Regions from separate parts of the Gossypium hirsutum genome. Here all the other regions are linked to region 2. The links are chromatin contacts, called in public Hi-C maps. All regions are on one chromosome and are shown on one strand. The core of a region is the stretch at or near the end of the contact, and the rest is flanking DNA. Distances in the headings are between cores, read along the strand shown. Region 1 holds the start of LOC107962841 (alpha-aminoadipic semialdehyde synthase). Region 2 holds the start of LOC107942927 (E3 ubiquitin ligase PQT3-like). Region 3 has its middle 3.6 kb from the start of LOC107963569.

Region 1 (3,904 bases), core at 679-3,178, 830 kb after region 2:
ATAATTAATTATTATATTACAATAACTACTTCTAATATAATACATGCACATCAAAATATATTTACATACCTTAATCGTATTTATTAACTTCGAAACTAACACGACTCCTTTTTCTCTTCTCTTCTCTTCTTCTATTTCAACACAAGGGGGACCAAAATCAGCCCTACCCTCCCTTTTAAAGGTACCAGCCGGCCTCTTCCTCCCCCCTCTCGCCTCTTCAAAATAATTTTTGTTTTCACATATCTTACTTAAAAGTTCAAAAAAAAAAAAAATTAAACCCCCATCTGACCTGACCAGTCACATTGCTAATGTTATTGATGTAACTGACGCGATGTAACTAGTTAAAATATTTATATTTTGGTCCAATTTTTTTTATTTTAAAAATGTCTCAGTATATTTTTTTTACAAAACAATCATTTTTCATTTTTTTTTCAGTTAACTCTCTCTTCTACTTTCTTTTTTTCTTTCTTTCTCTTTTTTCCCAAAGTTTCTTTATTTTTTTGTCCTCTATTTCTTACTTTCTTTTAAAAATGTCCCTTACCAAACGATTAATTCACATTACAAAAATGATTTAAATGGAAATTATTTCACTAAACTCACAATATTTAATTTTACAATTTATATAATTTAAAAATTATATTTTAAAGAATATAATTTTACATTTGCAACATTCAAAAATAATTTCACTAAACTTACAATATATAATTTTACACCACGAGCAATTTTCTCAATACTAAAAAAAATGATTTTTGTTCAAGACCGCTAACATTATGTCTTACAAATAAAACATAATTAAATGATTTTGTTCAAGATCTATAGTATTATGTCTTACAAATTGAAAAATATAATTTTTAACTGCAACACGAGCAAATCGTCCGAGCAAGTTTTTCAATGTTATTATCTTGCTTCTCGAATGCCGTTGATAGTAATGATCTCACCCGTGCAGTTCAATTTGGCATTCCTTAAACTTTCAAACATTTCGTTGACCTAGAGAATCCCAAATAATCCACTTGTTGCTGCATAACCAATTTGAACCAATAACTAAATAAATAACTGGCAAAAAAAATAATCATTAATTTTGCAGATGCCGAAGCTCCACCAGATTATCATTAAACAAAACATACCTCAAATTATAAATTTTATTAAATAAACAAAAACACAAATACATTAAAAAAACACCCATCATCTCTTTCCCATTCATCCTCTCCTCTAACATAATATAAAAAAAATTTATTTCAACTTATAGTGATCAAGGGTTATATTTAACTATTTGATCGCACTAGAAAGAATGACTCTATCAAATAAAATATTATTTTTATATTTAAATTTAATTAAATTTTAAAAAAATACAATACATTAATAGCTATATTCTTAATGGTTCTATCAAATAAAATATAGTTTCCTTTTTTACAGTTTTAAATTTAAAAAAAAAAACACATAAGTGCAACAAATAAAATAATATCTTTTAAAATTTAAAAAAATTAAAAAAAACCTGACACATACATCATAGTTTATTTCTGGGGCTTTCCTTGATATTTATATAGATAGTATCGTTATCTTTCGTTCGATGAACTTTGAATATTCATTTCAAATAATTTTATGTACATAATCAAAGTAGTGAATATTTTCGTATTTTATTAAAAATTTTAAGATCATATTAATAATAATAATAATAAGCCGGTAAATGCAAGTCTTAAGGAGACGTGATGAGGTGGAGAAAGGGTAACTTGTCCCAGTGGCAAAAATTGAAACCTAACATTAGACATGATTTAATTATGGGAAGGCATTTGGAACTAGGATATACGTGGCCCCACGTGATTGGAAGTAATAGATATGTAATAACTGAAAAGTGGGACCCATCTTCTCTGTCCCTAGCGTCATATCCTTATCATCACCCCAAAACAAAAAGGGAAGTGATAATCCATCCATGATTCACGAGTAGGATTCCAGATACATGCATTAACATATCATCATTCATTTATTTATACTATATTTTCCTGATAAACTTCCTCCGCTCTGAAGCCTTTAATCCGTATTACGATCTCTTCTTCTATGATTCCCGGAAGCTAGGTGGCAGCTGCCCATCTTTTTTCACAACTAAACTTTTCCTTTCTTTCAACGTAGAGCGGTTCCTCTGTTTCAACGTTACTATTATTATTATTTTTATTATTTTCATTGTTAAACTCAATCAATATGATTTCTGAGTTTCAGACTAATATTTGTTCTAATGACATGTAATTCATACATGTTCATAGTCTCTACTCATCAGTTCAGTGATATATCTTTTTCTTTCCCAGAACTGTTTGATCACCGCTTCAATTTGGGTTCATCTCATCTTTTAATTCTTCATTTACAAGTAAGTTGTATTTTCTTCAATCTCTGTTTCTCTCTCTTACGTGTTTGAATCTTTCCTCAACTTGTGTTTATATAACTTCAAAATCACACTTAATTTGTTCGATTGAATGAGAAATGATCCCAATAAAACAAACTGTCGGCAGTATTTAAATTTCTCAGTGACTGATCTCATTGAGGTATAATTGTTCTGCAGCAATTTGTTTCATTCTTAGTTTGTTTTCTATTTTATTATGGGATCCTCTGTAAGAAACATACTTTGATTAGTATTTTTTGTTCAATCCCATTCTAAAGAAGCCTGTAATAGTTCTAGTTGTTCATTTTTTTTTCTTTTGTTTTCTCTGGTGAAGGTTCAAGATGCTTGGAAATGGAGTTGTTGGGATTCTTTCTGAGTCATCAAATAAATGGGAAAGAAGGGTTCCTCTCACCCCATCACATTGTGCTCGACTTTTACACAGCGGGAGGGAGAAAACAGGTATAGCTCGTATAATAGTGCAGCCATCGACGAAGCGCATCCATCACGATTCCCTCTACGAGGATGTTGGTTGTCACATATCAGATGACTTATCAGAATGTGGTCTTATTTTGGGTATCAAGCAACCAAAGGTGCTAAATGTTCACCTTTCCCTATTGTTTACATTTTACAATCTTTTATGGCCTAACTGGTTGTGCTTTATTGCAGTTAGACATGATTCTTCCTAATAGAGCTTATGCCTTCTTCTCACATACTCACAAAGCTCAGAAGGAGAATATGCCATTATTGGATAAGGTAAGCTTCTTCTGTTGTATCTTTGTATGACACTATGAACTTATTGTATGACTTTGTCTATGGCATGCATGTAGATCCTCGCGGAGAGGGTATCGTTGTATGACTATGAGCTTATTGTTGGGGACAATGGTAAAAGGTTACTTGCATTTGGCAAATATGCTGGCAGAGCAGGAATGATCGATTTATTACGCGGATTGGGACAGCGTATGCTCTATGACTCTTTAATCCTTTTAAAATTTTGGAGATTTTATCATTTGCATACCTTTGTCTATGTGAAGATGCTGAATTGTCATCAAATTTCAGGGTATTTGAGTCTTGGATATTCAACACCATTCCTGTCTCTGGGTGCATCATATATGTATCCTTCCTTGGCTGCTGCAAAGGCTGCAGTGATCACCGTGGGTGAAGAGATAGCTTCTCAGGGACTGCCTTCAGGGATATGTCCTGTAATCTTCGTATTCACGGGTTCCGGAAATGGTACTGGAACTTCTTACAACATTCAATTATGTGATCTTCCATCAGAATACATGTCTGTTGTGCTGCTACAGAGTTTGCATTCATTTGATGTTATTAGATTACTCAATGTATAAACTTGCCTAATACCACTGTTTTGCTTTGCAGTTTCTGTTGGTGCTCAAGAGATATTTAAACTACTTCCTCAGGTTTTTGTTGAACCAAGCAGACTTCCAGAACTCTTTGGAAAGGTCAGTTTCCAATTTCAGTACTCCTTTTTTATGCATATAGTGGTATCTATCCAATCAATTTCCCCCACTTCTGATGCTG
Region 2 (3,698 bases), core at 367-2,866:
TTAGTCATATACCAAAAATCTTTAAAATTATTTTAAATAATAGTATTTTAATTTTTTCCATTTTTGTGGCATTTTAAAAAAAATGCCGCTAAAGGTGTACTTTTAGCGGCGTTTCTTAAAAAAGCGCCACTAAAGCCACTAAAATTTCAATACAAAACGATGGCGTTTTACAAAATTATTTTGCGGCGTTTTTTATTAAAACGCCACTAAAGATCAAGCATTAGCGGCGTTTTTTAAAAAGCGCCGCTAAAGGTGTACATATAGCAGCGTTTTTAAAAAAGCGCCGCTAATACTCGATCTTTAGCGGCGTTTTAGAAAGCGTCGCTGAAGCCACCAAAGGCTCAACACAAAACGACACCGTTGTGTTAATTTTTTTTGCGACGCTTTCTTAAAAGCGCCGCTAAAGGTGTACATATAGCGGCGTTTTTAAAAAAGCGCCGCTAATACTCAATCTTTAGCAGCGTTTTTGAAAAGCGCCGCTAATGCTCGTTCTTTAGTGGCGTTTTTCATTCAAACGCCGCTAAAAACCTGTTTTGTTGTAGTGATTTCATTGCCACTTAAGTTTAAGATTGTAATTGATTAATTTAGTTGTAATTGGTGTTGTACCTTGGCATGTACACAAACATATTTATTATAATTGAAATTGTAAAGCTATTTGTAAAGTTCCAACTCTTTTAATATCTCTTTTTAGAAGCTTTTGTTCCGTTACTCTATTCGAGCACATGTACGATTATAAATTTTGTTTAATTGAGTTTCAAATGGGTTTTAAATGAATTGGGAACTTATTAGCTTGTTTTGATGATGTTTAGAGTTGATTTGAAGTATTTTTCAGCCAAATTCTACTCTAAGGGTCCAAGGTCTCAAGACTTACACCTAAGTTTCGAGACTTACAAACATTGAAATTAAAATTCTACAGTTCTGGACCTAACTCTCGAAACATTCAAGCCAAATCTTGAACTTGATGTTCAAGTTTCGAGACTTGCAGTCCCTGCACCTGCACAACTTAAATTTTGAGCATTTTTAGTCTTAGACCCCTGTTTTATGTTTTGGGCGTGTCCAAATCCTGGAAAAGCATTTCATATAATTCAATTTGAATTTAATTTCAAAGTATTTGAATATAATTTTTAAAGTAAATGGATTTTCATTATTTTATAATTAAAAATGTAAAAACTGAATAAAATTAAATAGAAAATAAAATAATGACAAAGGTTTAGTTATGTTTTCATTTAAATATTTAGTAAATAGATATGAATGGAAGAGTTTATGTGATTTTTTTTCAAACATGCAATCGTGAATAGTTTTCAATGGATAGATGTATTTTATACCAAGACTGAGAGGTAAATGTCTTTTACTTTTTCTTTTATATATATTTTAATTAAATTACTTAGATTTTGACACACGGTAAAAATATTTTTTAAAATTCATTTTTATTCTAAAAAAATATTTAACAAAATTAATTTGAAAGTAATCGTAGACATTACAAAAATCATTTTTCGCATCGGGCCTAACCTAACAGGTGTATAGTTAAACATTCGTGCCAATGTCACGCACTTCGCACGTGGTAATCTTGCCGTACCCGCCGCGCTATAAAAACCGTTTTGATTCACACTTGATAAAACGAACAGAATCCCCAAATTCTCTCGCAAAGAGATTCACAATACGGACGCACAACAACATCTCCCTTTTCCCTCCCTTCCTCTTTTCTGGAGATTATTCCAGATAACTGAGTTCCTAATTGAACCCGCCGATTCCAACTCAGCCATGTCGGTCCACTTCAAATTCAGAAGCTCGCGCAATTACGATTCGATCGACATTGGAGGCCAGCCTTCGATTTCCGTTCGTGATCTCAAATCCAGTATCGTCCAAAACAAGAAACTTAATCTTTGCCAAGATTTCGATCTTCTCTTCTCCGATCCTATCTCCGGTCAAGGTTAACTCCCGCTTTTTGTCTGCTTTAAATTTATTATCTGTTTGGTTGCTTTCGCTTCAAGTTATGTACGAATCTATCGTTTAAATCAAGTTTATAGTTATAGCGAGCTAATGATATACATGGAATTGGATTCATACGTATGGAGGATTGAATAGCTTTTGTAGCCAGTGTTATCTAGGAGAGAAGACGCACTAAGCCCTAGAATCCTTATATTGACTATGGCGCATAAGTAAGCGAAAGATGAAGATGTATGTGTTTGCACTTTATTATAAATAAGCTTAATATATTACTTTGATATTAGTCCTAAAGAGTCGTCCAGTTTCTATTTTACATATGCAGAATTTTCTTTTTTGTTTTTCTGGTCAATATGCATGAATTTTTTATGGTTGTCTTTGTTATTGAATACACAAATAATGAGACCTGAAGAGTTTAATATTATCCATTTTTTACTCTTAAATATAAAATCAATGAAGAAATAAAAATTAAAGAAATTAAAGACTTCAATCAAACAGGCTGTTTTTGCTCCTAGTGCCTTATAGAAATGCCTGTGCCTCGACCCAAATAGTCTGAGGCGCTTTTGTTGTCTTGTTCTAAGACACAACAGCTGGTCACTTGCTTTAACTACACGGGTTCCAGCATAGGCTGTCACTCAGACAGATCTGCTAACAACTACTTTGTCTGCTTGATGGATTTAATACAGAGTACGTGCATGAAGATTTTCAAATTCCTTGTGGCTCGAGTGTGATCATAAAGAGAGTTCCTGCAGGGTTAGTGCTCTCTCAGTTGACTTTAATTTTAGATACAAAATTTTTTATATGTCATCCTATCTTGGTTCCTTACCTATGAATGATGACTATCTTCAGGGCACACTTAGGCTCATGCAAAGTTTTTGCTACCCCGGATGAGAAAATGAGCAAAACCTCTCATCTTCAGGTGAGTTTTATTTTTGCAACCCAAGATATAGTAATTGCATATTGGATGTTTAATCACATAATTTTATGTTGATATGAATAAATAGATTTATAATTGTTATTGTTGCACTTTTCTCTTTATTTACGAGTAATGAGATGAGAATGTTTTATGCTGTCTTCTATATTTTATTTGCTTGAACTTGTACACCATGTTCACTGCTGCCTTTTAATATAGTTATTCTACTACAATTTTGTTAAGTTAATGAAATTCAAGATGGATGAAGAACCACAAACTCTTCTAGTAAATAATACTTGTGGACCTTAAGATAAGCTGTCCTACTTATTTTGTTTAGAACTTTTTTCTAAATGATGACATTTATTTTACAGAATGCTGAAACTGTCAACTTTGATGACTTTGGAGCAGAAATATGCCCTGTAACTGAGGGGAACTTATCTTGCAATATTGAGGACAGATTTTGTATTGATGATGAGGACACTCATTTCAAATTAAAAAGGTATCAGTCTTTCATTTCTAGTTTCTTTAATGCATTAATTAGTTGCATCAACCACTTTGTCCAATTTTCAGTCTATTGATGATTTGTTAGTACAGAAGCAGTATTAGTATTCTCTCATGTAAATTGTTTTTCCCCATTGCATTCAGTTGCACCAAGCAACCTGTGGTAGAATGTCAAAAAATTGAAGGGAGTGACATAAGTGAGGCTGTTCCACAAGGTGTGAAATGTTTCATTTTCCTTTAGCTACCCTTCTCAATATGGATGGACTTTTTTTCTCTCTCATTTTGGTTCTTAAAAAAATGATTTACCATGTTCCCTTTGTACATCAGGTCAGATTTTGCC
Region 3 (3,780 bases), core at 831-3,330, 560 kb before region 2:
GCTTAAATTGAATGTTGTGTATGACAATTATGTAGTTGTCATGCATATGAAAATTGAATACATATCTGATAATGCCCAATAAATGATAAGTCCTGTTTGAATAAATGAAGTTCGATGGATAAATGCATACGAAAAATTGATTATATATCTACAATACTAAATATATAAAAATAATTAAATTTCTCAATATTTTATTTTTAAAAAAATATATTGTAAAAAAATAAAATTGGTATATACTAACCTTACAAATTCTTCAATATTTTCTCTTCTACTACAACAAAAAATTTTCCTCTTCTTTTCTTATCTTCAAAATCGTTCAAGAAAACACTGCTTAAATAAGGCTTTTCCACTGGGTGCCACCAGTCAAGGACCCTCCACTAGGTTCCGCCTTTAAAATATCCTCACTCGTGTAACCCGTATTTTTACCCAGTTTCACCTGTGTATGGACACAAAATACAAGTGTCGTCTATCCTACTCCGTCCACCATTTAAATACATTTTTTTAAATACAAATCATATGCTAATGATGGTTCCATGTTTGCACTAGAAAAAAATGTTGGTGCCGCCACCCTATCACCCTCGACCCCCAACAATATTAAAAACATACCATTTTGATAAATAATGGTATTAACATACCATTTAGGTATGTAAATATTAATTTTGTATTATATACATAAAGAAACCTTTTTTCTATTTTTTTAAAGTTTAAAATATTGTTTTATTCACTTGTTTAAAGAACTTTGATAATTAAGCAGGATTATAATAAATTAACAGAGGCCTACTGATTAGGAAACATGTGGGTCCCAATAATTCCAATCAATGATAAAGAAAAGACTTGAAAAAAATATGACAGTTGACAATGCTTAACTTTTTTTTTATGACTCCTAAACTACATATAACCTCCACAAATTCTAAAATTTTAAATTAGAGTATATTACACGTATATTACAACAATAATATCAATTGAATTATAAGATTACTCTTGATCTTTCTGAACGATTGACAATCCTGTTCCAAATATGTAAAATAAGATGTTATCAAGATAGGCAATATATGGAACATTTTTTTTTCTATTAGAATTGGAATTGGTATAAATAGGTATATGCATGTTGTGATTGTATCGTTTCAGATTTATTAACATTTTTAAAATATATATTTATAGATTTCAAATGAATGAGAATAAAATATTCATTACTAAATTTCACAAACAAAAATCAATCATTTAACAATTTAAAAAAAATATTAAACAATAAAATTATTCACAATAAAATCATCCTATACGAAGTGAAGCTTTTAGAAATTTTGCATTTCTTTTCTTTTCTTCTTCCCTGATATACAAGTTGTTTACTTATTTTTTATGTTGTTTAAAAGTTAAAGTCAGTAAAGTTTAATGGTTAAAATTAAAGCATTTATTATTTATTAATATAAATGATAAATATATTTTTATATTATTTTTAATATTATTTATACATAAGTTGATACACAATATTTCGATCTGTGTGATCATAATTAGATAGAATAAACTAATAAAATTGATACAAACTAAAATTTTCACTACAGTGAAAAAAGAGAATTGATTGTTTCTATTTTCGATTAAAACAATGTACACCAAATGATATAGTCAAAACTGATGCATAACCAACTATATTGATAGTTTAGGTTGTCATTATTTTTTGTTCTCAAAATTACTGTTAATTATTTTGCTCAAACAAAAAATTAAAATTTCATCCGTATATTTGTTTCTAATTAGAATTCATGCATTGTGTTATATATTAAATTAAAATTTCATTTTCAAGGAGTGTTAAAAAATTTATTTGTAAGTTATAATAATTTCAATAAATTAATTATTATAAAAACTTAGATTGAATAATTAACTCAAAAGTAATTAAAATAAATTCAAACATAACATAAAATTCAAAGTCCAAAACCTTAGTATTAAAGCAAAGCATTTTTGTTAGTATAGTAGATTTAGAGGAGGAGATTTAAAGAATTTAGAAAATTGGGCCTAGCCCTTAATCTGGGCCTAAGCCAATGGGCTTAACCCCTTATACAAACAGTTTCTTCCAGGCCTCTCAAGTCTTCTGCTTCTGAACTAACTCATATAGACCTCATCATTGATCCAATTCGATTGGATTCCATCAGCTCGAATTTCATTTCATTTATAAATACTGGAATCCGTTGAATACCTCAGCTTTCGACTCCAACTTGTCCTTGTTCATCCAACCCTTACATGGTTAAAATGTTTCTTAATGTTTTATTTATATTGTTATAATATTTTCTAAATTTAAGATTTTTAGTATATAAAAAAATGTATTTATAAAAGTAAAATATATGTAGAAAATCTTATAAAATTAAGAGATTAAAAGTTAAAAATATGTAAAATAGTAACATTAGAAGAGAGATATTTTAGTAAATATATTGGAGTGAATTCTGTAAATTTGCTGGCTTCACCTTTGAAAATTTTAGTGAAATTTTTAGTTCCGTTTGATTTTAGGGAATAAAGGCTGTTTTCTTTTTCTTGAAAAATAGAAAACATTGAAAAATTTTATTTATTTGAAAATTTTAAAAATAAATTTTGGGAAATGAAAAATGGAACTATTTGATAATGTTAATCTTTATTTTATGTAAAACTGAAAAGTTTAAATGAATTGACTCTAGTTTTTAAACCCATATAAACATTAAAAAAAAAATTCAATAGTATTAACTATCAAACTTGTTACCTTGGCTCAAATTCATATAAGTGCGGGATTATTTTATTTTATTTCTCAATTTCTATTATAGGAAAATAAGTACTAAAGAAGTTTTTTTATTTTTTAAAAAAAGAAAGAAAATAAAAATTATTTTTAAAATAAAATAAAAAAGGAATTTTTATTTTCATGTTTTAAAAAATGGTTTTCATTTTATTTTTTTTAAAATTTGAAAAATACATTTGATAACAGGAAAAAAATTTGTTTTCAATAATGGAAATATAAAAATACATTTTGCATATGTTTTCCATTATAGAAATATGATAAATAAATTAAAATTTTCCTAGATTTATATGGATTTGAACTAGGGTAAAAGATAATATTTTAAAATTATTGAAAACAAAAATATTTTTGCATTTATATGTTTTTGAACCTGTGCCAATTCATTAATTAAATTTAAAGTTAAAAAATTTTGTTTTTGTTATGAATGCTATTAAGTGAATGTTCATTATAATCAACTTTTCACCTTTCATATTCCTTAACTCTTCACATTTCATTTCCTTATAACCCCTTTCCTATTTATGTATTAGAAAAAATGAGGAGTCTAATCTCTCCCTATATATATATATATGAATATACTAGTTGTGATGATGATGATGAATAATAGAATGCAATAGAAATCCCCCTAGTATCATATATATCTTTTTATATATTATTCTTGTTTTATAATATGTTATCAGCACGCACGCTTAAATTAATCCAAGAGTCTTGCAATCTTCGTTAGTTTGGATCAAGGTATGTTTGCATCGTTAAAAGTTCCACTAACCCCGTAATTTGTTAAAACTTCTAACATAGCCAAATTAGTTGTAATTTATTTTGTGACTAAGTTGTTGTAATTGCTGGAGTATTGTTATGTTATGCTTGAAAGTTTGTTAAGAGACTACTTATGTTTATATTAAATTTGCATTGTAGTTGTATCATCAGTGTTGAACCTTACAAAACTTGAATTTGTGGCTTTTAATATTATTGGAAAGAACTATTTATCTTGAATGTTAGATGCTAAAATACACTTAGATGCAAAAGGCTTTGGTGAA

Evidence for each region. Hi-C and Micro-C count contacts between places; a contact is called where the count stands out from the background.
Region 1: a Hi-C map of leaf shows a contact between it and region 2, with 2.4 times the contacts expected there. The contact joins the promoter of LOC107962841 here to the promoter of LOC107942927 in region 2. A contact is called at or near these places in 7 of 34 Hi-C or Micro-C datasets (callus, hypocotyl, leaf and 1 more).
Region 3: a contact with region 2 is called in a Hi-C map of leaf, with 4 times the contacts expected there. The contact joins the enhancer-like site here to the promoter of LOC107942927 in region 2. A contact is called at or near these places in 2 of 34 Hi-C or Micro-C datasets (callus and leaf).

What each region holds. Positions count from the first base shown.
Region 1 is chrA06:24,746,589-24,750,492 of Gossypium_hirsutum_v2.1, reverse strand. LOC107962841 (alpha-aminoadipic semialdehyde synthase) reads left to right here and starts at 1,928. Exons shown (of 26, transcript XM_016899383.2): 1 at 1,928-2,120; 2 at 2,298-2,356; 3 at 2,703-2,958; 4 at 3,035-3,121; 5 at 3,196-3,325; 6 at 3,425-3,598; 7 at 3,743-3,825. The coding sequence starts at 2,710.
Region 2 is chrA06:25,577,814-25,581,511 of Gossypium_hirsutum_v2.1, reverse strand. It overlaps LOC107942927 (E3 ubiquitin ligase PQT3-like), which reads left to right and starts at 1,616. Exons shown (of 15, transcript XM_016876664.2): 1 at 1,616-1,930; 2 at 2,631-2,697; 3 at 2,794-2,863; 4 at 3,229-3,356; 5 at 3,503-3,573; 6 at 3,686-3,698. The coding sequence starts at 1,762.
Region 3 is chrA06:26,137,496-26,141,275 of Gossypium_hirsutum_v2.1, reverse strand. No RefSeq gene overlaps it. Among protein-coding and RNA genes, the nearest start is that of LOC107963569, 3.6 kb to the left of the region's middle. Within about 2 kb of position 2,080, at least 3 of the 9 cell types and tissues checked have an H3K27ac peak or open chromatin away from gene starts, as enhancers often do. A contact at or near this core is called in leaf, where this site is marked.